3 separate regions of the Mus musculus genome follow, and regions 1 and 3 are each linked to region 2. The links are chromatin contacts, called in public HiCAR-type and capture Hi-C maps. All regions are on one chromosome and are shown on one strand. Each heading gives the region's core, a stretch centred on a gene start, on an enhancer-like site or on the middle of the called end of the contact. The rest is flanking DNA. Distances are from core to core; before and after follow the strand shown. Region 1 overlaps Stk4 (serine/threonine kinase 4). Region 2 holds the start of Eppin (epididymal peptidase inhibitor). Region 3 holds the start of Wfdc12 (WAP four-disulfide core domain 12).

Region 1 (4,442 bases), core at 1,527-4,026, 450 kb after region 2:
ACACGTGTCTACCATCTGCAGACCAAGCTTTGACACCTAGCACCACAAAGCCAAGACTGACTCCAGTCCTGTTTGCTAGCTTTGCTCTGTAAGGAAAACTCTAATTTAAGAGTAGCTCTAAATTGATACACAGGTTTCCTATTAAGAAGGTCCGTGATATTAATCTTTCAGAAGACAGGGAGACCTAAAACTCCAAGTACACCACGCTGTTTTAATGCAGCTTAATAATTTAAGAAAAGAGTTGGCTAATCGCATAAAAATCCCTGTGTGCTGTGGCTTCTGTGTACTTTCTTGAGCTGGAAATTTCCAAGAGAGTAGGAAGGTCGGACTTTCTTCTCTTATCCTAACTCCGCCCTCTGAGAGAAGGTCAGACTTTCCTCTCTCTTCCCGTCACATAAAAGAAGCCAGAGAATCCTGTGCAAAGTCGGAGCGTTAACAGCAAACTGAGGTTTGACGTGGTGGTACACACCTGTAGTCAGAAGCATTTGGGAGGCCGAGGCAGGAGGATTAAAGTTCTAGGTAAGCCTGGGCACAAAGGATCTCTCAAAAACTCACAGCCACTATCAACATACACACACACACACACACACACACACACACACAAACACTCTCTCAAAAACTCACAGCCACTATCAACACACACACACACCAAATTAGTTTTTGAAAAACATGCATTTTTAATAAACATGGTCTGAAAGGCAACTTTAGACAAAGTCAGGTCCAACTTTACACACAATGGATAAAAACTGCTTGCAGAAAACTAGTGAAAAGGAAAAACAAACCAAACAAAACCCAGCTTGCACTGCGCCCTGTGATCTGTGACCGTGTCCTTGGTAACCTGAGGCTCCACACTCCATGTTCATATGCCCTCTTGTAAGTGGTCTGACTGCAGACTGCACGTGTGCATTTGTCACTGCCTATGACTTAGCGTTTCTTCTGTGGAGAAGAAGAAACGGTTTAATTGGACCTAAATGATTCTATTCATATACCTTAGAAACGGCACATTCACAGACAAAAGCCAGGTCATGGGAAACTTCAGGGTGACTTAATTATGGTTATTTATAAAACTGTACATATCAGTCAAAGCTCATCAACCTTGTACATAATGGAAGCAAATTTTATATTATGTAAATTAAAACTCAATAAACCTGACTTTACAAGACAAATACCTACATATCAAAAATTGCCAGTTGTAAGGTAATGTAAGGGCATTTACAGCCTTACATGTGTGTACTAAAAAGGAAAGAGCGACTCTATGGTTGTCTATATTATTTCTGCAGTTGCCAGGCCTGAGTGGAGAGCCTTGTACAGGCTCGGTGAAGGTTCTACCATGGAGCTGAAAGCCCAGAACTAATGCCAATGCATTAAAGACTTAAGACAAAACCAACATTTCACAGGGGCAAAACCCAATTCACCCAGAATGAAACAAGAATACGGACTGGAAGTCTGAGAACACTGACAGAGCTGATGAGCTAGACTTTATAATGTCCTCAAACGAGAGTTACTGACACGGCCAGGACAGACAGACAGACAGGGCATCACACAGCAAGGTGTTTTCTCTGCACGCTGGAAACGTTAACCCCTAACTGCCAGTACTGGCAATATGACTAAGGATTGACCATGAAAGAAGTCAAGAGCCACCATGGGCCCCAGCTCTTGCCACGGTGCTAATGCTGTGATTCTCAGCAAATCAAGCAAAATGACCAGAGCAGACCTACATACATACAAGACCAAGGCACACAAAAGAGAAAGCATCTAAACTGCAAGTAGGAACCAGCATTACTTGATGAGGAGGCAAGATTCAAGGATCTAGCTATATGGTAATTCTTTTAAGACGAGGTCTTACTAGGTAGCCAAGGCCAGCCTCCAACTTTCAGGACCCCTCCCCTTCTTCAGTCTCCCAAAGTGCTAGGATCATAGCTGGGCAGCCAGCTGCTGTACAGTATAACAGGAGCCACCTTAACATCCATCGGCTGTCAACATGGCTGGCATGTAGCACACTTCTGCACACATGTTCCTTTCATTCGATCATCACTTACAGCTAACGTGTAATGTGACTATAGATAGGGAATCTGAGGTGTCAGGAGTCACATAATTAATCCTCGTTTTCAAGGTTACAATCAGCAAGCATCAGCGAAGACTAAAACCAGATCTGCTTCTGGTTAAGTCTGCAGTTTCAATGAAATCAGAACCCAGAGTCTCTTGGGACGGACTTAACTCTCACCACCTCAGGAGAACCAACAACAGGCTTGTTCTGAGCAGCATTGGAATATAGGAGTACGCGTGAGCTTCCAGCCTCGGTTGGACTATAAGAGTATGCGTGAGCTGCCAGCCTTGGTTGCCACAGGGAGACAGCAAAGTGGCCTTCAGAGGGCCTTGTAGGACCCACCCTGCAGACTTGTCTGCAGTTCTTAGGATCTATTTCGGAGCTAGTCTGGACTCAGATATCTAGCTGACTAAGTGTTTGAGATTAAAACTATCCTTTAACATCAGAGAATGAAAGGAGCCAGGCAGTCTTGGATCAGGCAGTCTCAGACCCCAGCAGAGCAAATGAAAACAGCCTCAAGCTGGAGCAATGTTGTTTTGTGCTTTCTGTTTAGTGTATGTTTTGTTTTATTTTTGTTGTGTGTTTCAAGTGACCCTTGGGGACACAAACCACAGCATTTAAGTTTTGTTTTCAATGCCACCTCAGTAACTGCTATAAGCTGAGCTCAGATCTGATACTGCAATCACAGCAGAAGCAGGCGGCTGTGGGTTCTGAGACAAAGACGCCATTCACTGGCCGTGCAGATTCTCAGTGTATCTGCACAGCAGCTTTCCCTGGCGAGCCTGACGCGTGTCTTTCGGATTGCTATTTCTGGCCACGTTTCTGAAAGTAAGGAGCACAAGATCTCACTAGATTCCACGGTACAAGTGAGCCCAGTCTCAGCGTACTTTAAAACTGGCTCTACAGAAAACAGACAAGAAGTTGAAACAAAACAGTGTGTCCTGTGAGGACACATTTAGAAGAGTCTTCCCACCTCCTAGTGAGGACACAGTGGCATGTGGCATTTACCCAGGCCAGCTCCTGGGCATTCACTTGGCACCACCAGGCCAGAGACCTAAATACAACTCAGTCTCCTTCACCTTTCTTCTAGCCCAGGAGTGTAAGGAGAAGAAACCTCTCCAAAAAGATTGAAACCTAAATAAACACCAGACGACCAGAGAGCTGGCGGGAAGGATACCCTGGCTACTTCACATACTTAGCTGAGGGAGGAGGTGTCCTACAAATGAAAGTACAAAGACTCAACCCGAGGCAGCTCTCTGGTAGTCAAGGATTCCTGGCTTGATAAATTGGAATAATCTCAACTAACCCAAAAGGCCAAATACACTGACTGATTAGGTCAACTAAATTATACACTGCAATGGCTATTATATGACCATAAGCAAGTATTTTAAGCCAGGAATGGTGGTAGCTACCTATAACAACAACAATAAAAGGGAAGTTGAGGCAGGAAGACCATGAATTTTGAAGTATAGCCTAGGCTATACTGCTAAACTTTATCTCAAAAAATATTTTTAAAAAGGCCTGACTACGGGGCTGGCAGAGGCTCAGCAGTACTGTTCTTCCAGAGGAGCTGAGCTCAGCTCCAAGCACCCACAGCAGGTGGCCCCCATGTGTCAGGAACTCCAGTTCCAGGGAGACCCAATCAACATCACTGGCCTCCGCTGGTACCTGTACTCACGCTCACACATCCACGTACATAACTAAAACCAGTAATTTACTAAAGATGGTTCTGCAAAGATTTTTAAATATACAATGAAACAGGCTATGTTAGATGACAAAATTAAAACTATAGGCAGAAAGATTTCAGCTGTGTAAGACTGAAACTTACATATAAGCATAGAAAACTGGACGGAAGCACATCAAAATAAAGAAATTGTTGCTTGAGAGTGATAAATAGCAAGACATCTTTAAGTTTTTCTAGAATCTCTAAACTTTCTGAAATGCGCATAAAGCATTCTTTCTACAGCTGGAGTAGAGGCTGTATAATCCCCAAGAAGACCAAAGCAACACCGGAAACCAAGAAAGAAAATAACATTTATTAAATGCTTAATATAGGCAGGGGCACCTATATATTTTATACACATTTCATCACGTTGTACTCACCAACTCCTTCAGAAAAGTGTAATATGGGGTGGGGGTTGGTGTGGGGGTGAGGGTGGGTGTGGGTGTGGAGGGTAGTTGTGAGCTGCCTGATGTGAGTGCTGGCGATCAACCCTGGGTCAGAAGAGTTCCCATCCACTCAGCCGTCTTTCTAGTCTGTTCAGCAGATAAGGAAATCTGGTGGTGAAATGGATGCAAAGGCTGACAGAGAGACTCCCATGGCTCTCTCTACTGCATGTACTGACCCTTTGACCTCACTGGTACAACACAGTTCCTTTACTGGTAAAACTGATTT
Region 2 (4,696 bases), core at 140-2,639:
CTTCGGACTAGGGTTACAATTCTTTCCTTCAAGTCTACAATAAATTAGATCCTCATCACCAGCCAGTGGCCTGAGGTGGAGACTCACAGACTCGGTGCCCTGGAATCCTGTCTCGCACATTCACTGGCTGGGTGATACTTGTTAGAATCCTTTCTGCTCTGGGTCACATAATCCTGCTGCAAGATAAAATACCCCAGGGTCTTTCAGATTAGAAACACCAAGTTTTCGCCTGCTGGCTGTCTTTGAGAGAATACAGAAGTCCAAGAAGATCAGGTTGTCTAGTAGAAATTCTATTTCTAAGACCTGAGCTGTAGGTCCATGGGAGAGTGTCTCCCAGCCTATGCAGATCTGGGCTTAATCCCCAGCAAAATCATTTTAGCATTTTTGAGAAATAATCCTTAAGTGACATTGCAAATCTGCTGATATGGGATTTCCATGGGGGTTCTGCCTCTGATCCCGATGATGAGGCTGTGTGCTTAGCTATCACATAAAACAAGTTGAGAACAATGACCTGCACAATATGTTACCAGCACAGGGAAAGAAAGTAGAATCTGGCTGTTAATATTTTCCCTTTCGCAGAGAGCTTCTCTGCCTTCTAGCCCAGTGTTCAGCAGCTGGTACTGGAGATGCACAACTAGGAGGGGGCTGCTCACGTGTGCACCCTTCTTCTGACAGCACACTTAGTATCCAGCAGCTCTACAGTGTTGTCCTTGATTCAGCTGTAGTCTCTCAGACCCGTGTCTTTATTTCAGTGTCTTCTCAGGCAACACTCTGTCATGTGGTGGAGGCTCCCTGCGCTCTGCAACATTCAACAACACTGTGACAAATGCTATCTAAAGACTCTGTTATCCACCTGGTTTCTCCCCAGTCCTGTGCTCTCTTTGGCAACTCTTTACTCTTTGGCCTTCATTTAAAAAAAAAAGTGTCCCTGAGAGATGATAAATGGGAAAACGGTGGGAAGAAACTGTGGGAGAGGGAGAAGGGAACACAGAGACCTTGGACCTACCATGGGAATAAACATGAAGAGATATTAAGACAATAGAGAGTGTGCTTAACGGAGTGAGTGTTTTAAAAGTGGTAAATTAATGGTAAAGAGGGCATGCCACATTAACTTTGAGTTATCAAGATGAAGGCCCAAGAGGACAGCATTGACCCTCAGTGCAGCATGGATGGTGTAGAGTACACTTTGGGCACTACCCTGGTTGACCAGAATGCTAGCCCTATGCAGTCCAAGCAGAAAGGCTTTCTCCATAGATGTGGGCTGTGAATGTCATTAGCTCCACTTATGATCTCGAGAACTTGGTGTTCCCAGCAAGATAGTAGGTGACTGGCTTTTCTCCAGCTCTTACAGCCAAGGTACAGCCTACTGAGAGAATCGGATGGGCGAAGGCAGCAGACATTTCCATGTTCTAGAACTACCAGCCAGGCCAGCCCCTCGCCAGAATGAAGCTTTCTGGATTTGTGAGCATTCTTGTGCTATTTGGCCTGCTTGCAAGAGTCCAGGGACCTAGTCTAGCTGACTTGCTGTTTCCCAGTAAGTACTGTTTTTTTCTAGTGTTGTCTGGGAGAAAGGGAAGTTTACTGGAAGGAAGAGACAAAGAACAATTCCTCAGGTGTGGGTCACCTTTCTACAGCTCCTTCCTGGGTGTGGCTCAGGAGAGGAGAGAGATACTTATAAGGTCTCTTAGTGTTACAACGACCTCTGTGTTGATACAGGGACAGGGGTCTGGGGAAACACCTTCAAAGTCCCTTTAAAAAGGGGAGGTGAGGAAGGGTTATGGTTCCAACATTAATGGGAAGACCTTTCACCTCTTAAAGAAGTAGACAGACATATTTGTCTGGGGGCTCTGGGGTCAGAGTTGGTGGGTTGTACAGAGTTGGTAGCCTGGTGATCTTGAGCAAAATATTTAATTTCCACGTGTCCTCTCTGGAACTTGATTTCTTCATTTTAAACGAATTTTGGCCCTACAGCTTTGTGGTGAAGAAACAGGACAGAGTAAAGCTTCCCCCCACGGTGACCGCTCTGCAGGTATTAGCTAACATTTGCTTGTGTTCACTATCTCATTTAATCCTCACAAGAACTCTACGAGAGGAAGTCCTATCAACACTCCTGTTTTATTCTTTTAATTTAAAATTTTGGAATTTTAAACATTAAAATATAATTTTCCCCTTCCTTTTCTTCCTTCCAATTCCTTTTACATACCTGCTCCCACTCCGTCTGAAACTACGGCCTCTTTTTCTTTAATTGTTGCTGTTATCTGTGTGTGTGTGTGTGTGTGTGTGTGTGTGTGTGAGAGAGAGAGAGAGAGAGAGAGAGAGAGAGCCTAAATAAATACAGCCTGCTGTGTCTGTTTATTATTTTCTGTATGTATATGATTTCAGGGCTGACCATTTGGTATTGGATAAGCAATTAAATTAGGGGGGTCTTCCCTGGGAAAGACTATTTCTCCTGAACTTAGCACCCCTTAGTTGTATATAGCTCTTTGTCCGTAAACTTCCCTCTTTGAAACTAGAAGACACAGAATTTAAAGAATGTGCCCACCATCACAAGGCTACCAGCATTCAACCAACTAAAGATTTTTCTACGATAACACCTGTATTAACCCGTTGAAAATTGTATACAATGTATTTAGGATCCTGTTTCTCCTCCACAACACACACACTCCCGGCAGAGTTAGGATTCCAAAACCCAGCTGCAGGTGGGGGAGGAATCACTGTGCAATGTTGCCCTCTAGAGGAAAACAGCAACACGACATAACTGAATAGCTAGAACAAAGGAAACAGAGGCTGTAGTGGAAAGGGTCTACTCCCAAGGAGGCATTCCCAGGGTCTGGAGAGTGTCTGGATTGTTAGGAGATGGATGGAGTGCCCAGGATGTCTAGTACATGAGGCCAAGGTGGCTGTTAAAGGTTCCACAAAGCACAGGGCAGCTCCCATGGCCAACAGGTGATTGTCACCAGTGTTGAAAAGTTCTGCCCCAGCAGCTGGGGGGTAGCAGGGATGGAGGGAAGAAGGTATGGAGGAGTGTTGAAGAGGTTAGAGTGGGTAGTGATGGAAACGGGAGCAAAGAAAAGGCTTCCTTCACCGTGAGCAAATTTGAACATGAGCTTCCCTGCACTCTCAAATCCGAAGGCCCAGAGGCTGAAGGACTGTTTCTTTCCTAGGGAGATGCCCCAGATTCAGAGAGGAGTGTGAACACCAAGAGAGGGACCTTTGTACCAGGGACAGGGACTGCCCGAAGAAAGAGAAGTGCTGTGTCTTCAACTGTGGAAAGAAATGCTTAAACCCCCAACAAGGTAATAATACCAAGGGCTTTGGAATACCACAAGCCTTTTACCATGCCTCCTCTTCTGCCCACCTGGGCTGCCAGTGCCCCATGGGTCACTGGGGGTGGGGGTGGGTGCTGGGTAAGATTGCTGCCTTCGGGGTCCTGTGGGATAGATCCATTACAGATTCTGGTGAGGTTGTGGCAGTGATGTTCTTATCCCAGCAGCTAATTATGAGCCTCAGTTTCCCCCAAATAAATGTTGGGTGCATGGGTAGGATTGAGTCAGACTGTTTCTTGACTTTTTCACTGCCACGATTTTCTGAGTCCCACAAGTGGCCATTGTTGTGCTAACAAATGCTCCCATTATCGGTGACAAGCGAGGTGATTTATCCTCCCAGGCTTCTGGTGGCTCAGCAATTGCCTCTCTGCCCATATGAACTCGACTCTGTACTAGGAAACCTGCCCTAACATTCCAAACCAGAGCTGCAACCTCAACCCTATTCCTGCCCCCTCTGGATTCCCAAAAGGCCAAAAGACATTCTCCATTCGTTTAGAAAGATTTGCTGAGCGTTTCTGATACCCACTTCTTTTCTTAGTTCACTTTGCTCTAGCAAAATATATTAGACAGGTTAATTATAAAGAAAAAGGTTTATATAGACGAGGTTTTGAGTCTGGGACTAAATATGATGAGTAGACACCGGCATGGACCCCAGAGGATGATGATAGGTAGGTGGGAGGAAGAGGTCACATGATCAACAGAAGCCAAGAGGAGCTGGGGTCCTACAGTCCCTTTGGAGGACATGTTCCAGGTGATCTAGGAGTCTCCCAACAGAGCTCACCTCTTGAAGGTACTACAACCTTGTGGACCAGGACTCCAAATCATGAGCCTTGAGTGGGACACACTTTAACCATATCCAAACCAAAGTCCCTGTAATAGCACCTGACTTGTTCTCTGAGGTCAGAGCCAATGAGAAAGGTCTCTAGGCAACTAAACTTAAGAGTTGAGTTCACAGTCAAAGGTAAAAGTGAGGATGAAAAGGCTCACCCAGCAAGAAAATGACTCAAAGAGACCTCAGGGGGGAGTCCAGGGAGACAGAGAGAGAGCATGATGCTTGTCATTATTGGAAGAGGCCCTTGGCAGCTTAGGACCACACAGTCCCAGATTGATGGGCTAGAAGAAGGACTCTTGTCTTAATCCTAAGGACCACGGGCTCAAAGGCAAAGAGAGAGCATGGTCTTTGCTATTTAGTGAGGCCGTGACATGACCAACGGAGTGTGAGGGTGATGGAGGGGGAGGGGACTGGACTTATTGTTGGAGGACTTCCAGGAGAAGGCAGGTGATGGTGATAGCTTCAGCTGGAGACATGGCTCAGAGCAGGGAAGAGTGGGTGGCAGTTGAAAACTATTGGGGAGCACAGAGTGTGACAG
Region 3 (4,661 bases), core at 1,006-3,505, 400 kb after region 2:
CAGACATGGTGCTGGAGGAGCCAAGAGTTCTGCATATTATCCATCTGCAGCCAGGAGAGACTTGTCTTCCAGGTGGCTAGGAGAAGGTTCTCAAAGCTCACCCCTACAGTGACATACTTCCTCCAACAAGGTCACATCTCCTGACAGTGCCACTTCCTGGGTCAAGCATATTCAAGCCACCATAATTAGTAAGAGTAAGGAGGTGGGGAGCAGTCAGCATCTGCCAGCATTCACATGTTTGCTCAGCAAGTCTCCAAGTTCATCTCTGGGACAGACAGACTAGGGAGCCAAGATTCATGGCCCAATAGGAAGCCTGATGGAAGGATCCTCCCTCTCTCTACTTGATTTCAAATCAGTCTCTTTTATACTCCAGGAAGTAGGCACACCCCATTCTCAAATACAAACCTCACTCAAAACTCCAGGTAGCAAACTCAAGGAAAACACCAGCTTAAGCAAAAAGGTCCATGGCTGACCTTGGGGAACTGCTGAAAGAGGAAAGGACTTCCTCAAAAGCACTCTCTTTTCTCATCTCTTCTTTTCATTAACATTTTATTAATTTATTCTCCCCAGTGTCTGGGCTTGTGCAGGACTTTTTTCCATCTGTAGAGCTATCTTGCACCATACGCATAAGCATCACTCTGCCTGTAGGCTCCCCTCCCGAAAGGTCCCCAATCTCAGAGTCCATAAGGGATTCCTATCTCTGAAGGGAGGCAACCCGGAGTCCAAGATGTAAGAGCTGAGTGGGTTGGGAGAGGCACTTCAGGAAATAAAACATAACTCCTATGAATGAAATAGAACCAGCAGATCCATTTTATGAATAAGGAAAGTGAGTTTTAGGAAGGAAGAGCCTTCGGTCACACAACTAGTGACAGGGCCAAGGTCTGCTTCCACCTGTGGTGTGTAGGGGTGATGAAGTGGAAACTTAAGGGCTCTTTGGAGAGTCAGTTATGTTAGATGGTGTTTTGCTGGGGCAAACACATGAAGTGTTTTCCTGAAGTGGCCACAGGTAAAAAGCGGAGGCAGACTCATGTAGAAACATTTCGCTGAAGCAGACACCAGTGAAAGGATGGTCTGCTAAAGCAAGCACGTGAAAGGATATGTGATGGATTCTTCCCTAATGAAACACGGGTATTGGTCCGTCTTACATTGTGTAGTTGACCTGCATTTGCTGGGACTTCCATAGAGAGAAATGCACCAAAAAACTTTTGGTGGTGTGCTGTGGCTTGTTTCAGCTTCTTTCACTTCTGCAGATTCTGGATAATTGGCAGCTTGATGCCAGCTTAGACAGACTCATGTGCTGCGGGGAGACATGTGTGGAGGAAGTATAAAGTAGGCTCGACCAGCAATGGGAGGGAGTTTGGCTTGCTTACATAGCTAAATGCTTGGTGGTCTTGCATCTTTGCTGATCTTTGCTAACCTTTGCTTGGCTGATTGGAACTTCTCCTGGCGTTCCTCCTCGTCCCTCCTGCTGACTTGTGCCGAGGCCGAAGCCTGCCTGTCTCTGCTAGGTAGTCACACTGCTGCTGATTCGTGTTAGCTATCCTGATTCTACCGAACTGGATGGCTGGTGTAGCCATGAAGTGTTTGGGAGTGGATCGAGCCGCTGCTGACTCCTGTGCACTGAACTGCTGATTTCCTGACGGTGCAGATAGGAGTTGCTCCCAAGAACCCTTTCTAAACAGGTCCACTTCCCCCGTATCCTTTCTTTTCCACTACTTCTGGTGGGCAGTGGGCTAGAAAGGAAGTTAAAGTGTTTAAGAACCATCATTAAAAATAGGCTTTAAAAACATTAAAGTAACGGGGTGGCGTGGTTTGGAGCACATAGTGACAGAGCCCTCCTTGGGGTGAGGAAAAAGCTGAGGACCAGTTCAGATATGACAGGAAGAAGTAAGACCTCTGTCTAGGGCGGGCCACCCCGAAAGAGGGCTCAATAGTGAACATCAGATTTGAAGAAAATGGGTCCTGCCACGTGCCGCCAGGCTGTGTGTCCTAGGGTGCCCTTTGTGCAGAGACTTCTTGTGCAAACAGAGGATCTCACAGTTAGGAAATCTTGGAAGGACCCCAAGTCCCTCCCTCAAAATGGTGGCCATTTCTGACAGGGCTTGGAAAGCACAGGCTTCCCCTGTCATCAGCAAACCTTCAGCCCTGCCCATTGCCACGCCCAGCAGAAACAGTAGAAAGCCAGCCTCAGCCTCAGCCTCAGCACCAGCACCAGCACCAGCCTCGGCACCAGCACCAGCACCAGCCTCGGCACCAGCACCAGCACCAGCCTCAGTCTCAGCCTCACAGCAACATGTGGCCAAACAGTATCTTGGTCCTCATGACGCTCCTTATTTCCTCTACTCTGGTAACGGGAGGTGGAGTCAAAGGCGAGGGTAAGTGGGTACAGGCGAGCTGCCTAGAGCTGGGATGGGAACTCCCAGATTATAGGAAGGGATGGAGTGCCCACCCACACACCCCCCCTGCCGATACCACCCCACCCCTTACCCCCACCACTCACCTTGTGCCTTCTTCCACCAAATAAAGAGAAAAGAGTTTGCCCGCCCGACTACGTCCGCTGCATCAGGCAAGATGATCCCCAGTGTTACAGTGACAATGACTGTGGAGATCAGGAGATATGCTGCTTCTGGCAATGTGGCTTCAAATGCGTGCTGCCGGTGAAAGACAACAGTGAAGAGTAAGTAGCTCCCAGTGCTGTGCGCGGCCCTCCCACCTCCCCAGTCTCTGTCTCCTGGAAGCATGGAAGAGCGAGCGATTCTTGGAGTCAAGGGGCAGAGAGACTGGGGTGAGCTTATGGGATCTCAGAGACCAGAGGCCTTGACCGTCTCCTTTGTACAAAGGGGAAGGCGTGACAGGGATGTCAACCAAGCAGAATCAGGTGAAAGCCCCTGGGCTTTCCCTCCTCCCAGGACTGCTCACACAAGTCCCACTCTGTCCTTTCCTCCTCTAAACTTGCTGTCACCTAGCACCTGCCCCGGGGGTCCACAGGCTTAAAGTATGGGAGAAACGGGCAGCCCGTGGGCAACCTGGTCTCCGAGTCCTTGTGTGCAAAAGAAGGAACAGCCTATCCATCCAGCCTGTCCCCAGTGTGAGCATCCCTCTTCAGCGGGTTCTCCTCCTCTTTTGTAGACAGATCCCTCAGAGTAAGGTGTGATATCTCATAAAAATGGCCTCAGAGGACTGCTTCCACCGTGGAAGGACACAGCAAGAAGATACAAAGACCAGAAACCAGGCCTTTCCAGATACTGGATCTCTGGGCACCTTGATCTTGGACTCCCCAACCTCCAGAACTCTGAGAAATAAATGTTGTTTATAGGCCATTCAGTCTATGGTAATTTGTTACAGTGGTCCAAATAGACTAATACAACTTAATAGTTTAAAAAAAAATCCTTGTTCAATATTATGTGTGTGTGTATGTGTGTGTGTGTGTGTGTATGTTTGTTTGTGTGTTTGTGTGTGTATGTATATGTATGTACATATACATGCATGAATAATTCTGGAAATATACATTTTTTTGGAAAAACTATTAAACTTTATTATATGACATTTTTTACAAATCTGAATAAATAGGATAAAATTGTCCATAATACGATTTTTTTAAAAAAAGATATGCCTTTACAGCTGGCCAAAGGTAAAACAAAGTGACTCTGGAGTTGTGAATTATTTATCCCTAAGTGAGACACCTGTATCACACAGCAACCACCACCACCACCAAGCTCAGAGAACATCTAGGAAAAGCCTGGAAGATTGGCACAGATAATGTCTTCTGTGCATGACAGGGCCGCTGTACTCATAAATTCACAGCAACTGTTGTAGCCAGCACAAGACCTGCACAGATCAGTCTAGTCACCCTTAGTAGAGGAGCCATGTCTGTTGACGGCCACTAGAGGGGGCAGAGTCATCGTTCCTCAGTGGTGTGGCCCGTGGTGGGGTGCCAGTGCCCCAGTGGATGGTACTGCACACCCACGGGTGTATGGGCACACTAATTAGATTCAGTGGGTTATTTTTAAGAGAGAGAGGAATTGGGATTGAGAGGGAAGTGTGGAGAGGAATCAGGGGGACTTGGAGGGAGAAATGAGAGAGATGATCTAAATACATTTTGTTTGTGTATTAAAGTACTAGAGAATATATAAAATATGTGCGTGTGTGTGCACGCATGTGTGTGTGTGTGTGTAATTTCTTACATATTGCATATAGAATACAATGCATATATATGCCTGCTTTTCTGCAAACACCAAGTGTTCACAAGGCAAGGATGTCCATCCTGATCAACATCGTTCATATATAACTACAATCTAAACCCTCTAGAATTTGCAATCTCAATTAAGCTGTCGCCACAGGCACCGGCCATCCACAGCTTCCTGCTGTTTACAGGGTGTCATTTCATCATCCCATGCTATACAACGTGTCCTTGTGTGGAGAAACATGGCTTTACGATGAGAGGATTGAGGTGTTCTGGCTGAAATACTGCAGTTTGTCTGAACAACATTAAAAATGGGTAAACTGGGAGGGAGGCAGAGGCAGGTGGATTTCTGAGTTTGATGCCAGCCTGGTCTACAGAGTGAATTCCAGGATAGCCAGAGCTATACAGAGAAACCCTGTCTCAAAAAAATAAAAAAAAATAAAAATAAAAAAAAAATGGGTAAGCCAGGTATAGACTC

The links. HiCAR-type assays count read pairs that join an accessible place to other places. Capture Hi-C pulls out chosen DNA fragments and counts their contacts.
Region 1: a HiCAR-type map of astrocytes shows a contact between it and region 2, with 2.6 times the contacts expected there. The contact joins the enhancer-like site here to the promoter of Eppin in region 2. A contact is called at or near these places in 5 of 39 promoter capture datasets (the C10 cell line, cranial neural crest, embryonic stem cells and 1 more) and 2 of 115 datasets of contacts at active chromatin or transcription factors (astrocytes and pancreatic cancer cells).
Region 3: a contact with region 2 is called in a capture Hi-C map of macrophages, with 4 times the contacts expected there. The contact joins the promoter of Wfdc12 here to the promoter of Eppin in region 2. A contact is called at or near these places in 8 of 39 promoter capture datasets (the 3T3-L1 cell line, the C10 cell line, embryonic stem cells and 4 more) and 1 of 9 other capture datasets (macrophages).

Annotation. Positions count from the first base shown.
Region 1 is chr2:164,140,630-164,145,071 of GRCm38.p6, reverse strand. The region is part of intron 10 of Stk4 (serine/threonine kinase 4); the gene reads right to left. Among named protein-coding and RNA genes, the nearest start is that of Kcns1, 28 kb to the left of the region's middle. Within about 2 kb of position 2,776, at least 64 of the 459 cell types and tissues checked have an H3K27ac peak or open chromatin away from gene starts, as enhancers often do. A contact at or near this core is called in astrocytes, where this site is marked.
Region 2 is chr2:164,590,264-164,594,959 of GRCm38.p6, reverse strand. Eppin (epididymal peptidase inhibitor) reads left to right here and starts at 1,389. Exons shown (of 4, transcript NM_029325.2): 1 at 1,389-1,534; 2 at 3,165-3,296. The coding sequence starts at 1,444.
Region 3 is chr2:164,188,152-164,192,812 of GRCm38.p6, reverse strand. It overlaps Wfdc12 (WAP four-disulfide core domain 12), which reads left to right and starts at 2,255. Exons shown (of 3, transcript NM_138684.2): 1 at 2,255-2,375; 2 at 2,527-2,677; 3 at 3,130-3,582. The coding sequence starts at 2,294. The coding sequence ends at 3,154. It overlaps A730032A03Rik (a long non-coding RNA gene), which reads right to left. Exons shown (of 4, transcript XR_003954086.1): 3 at 2,501-2,651.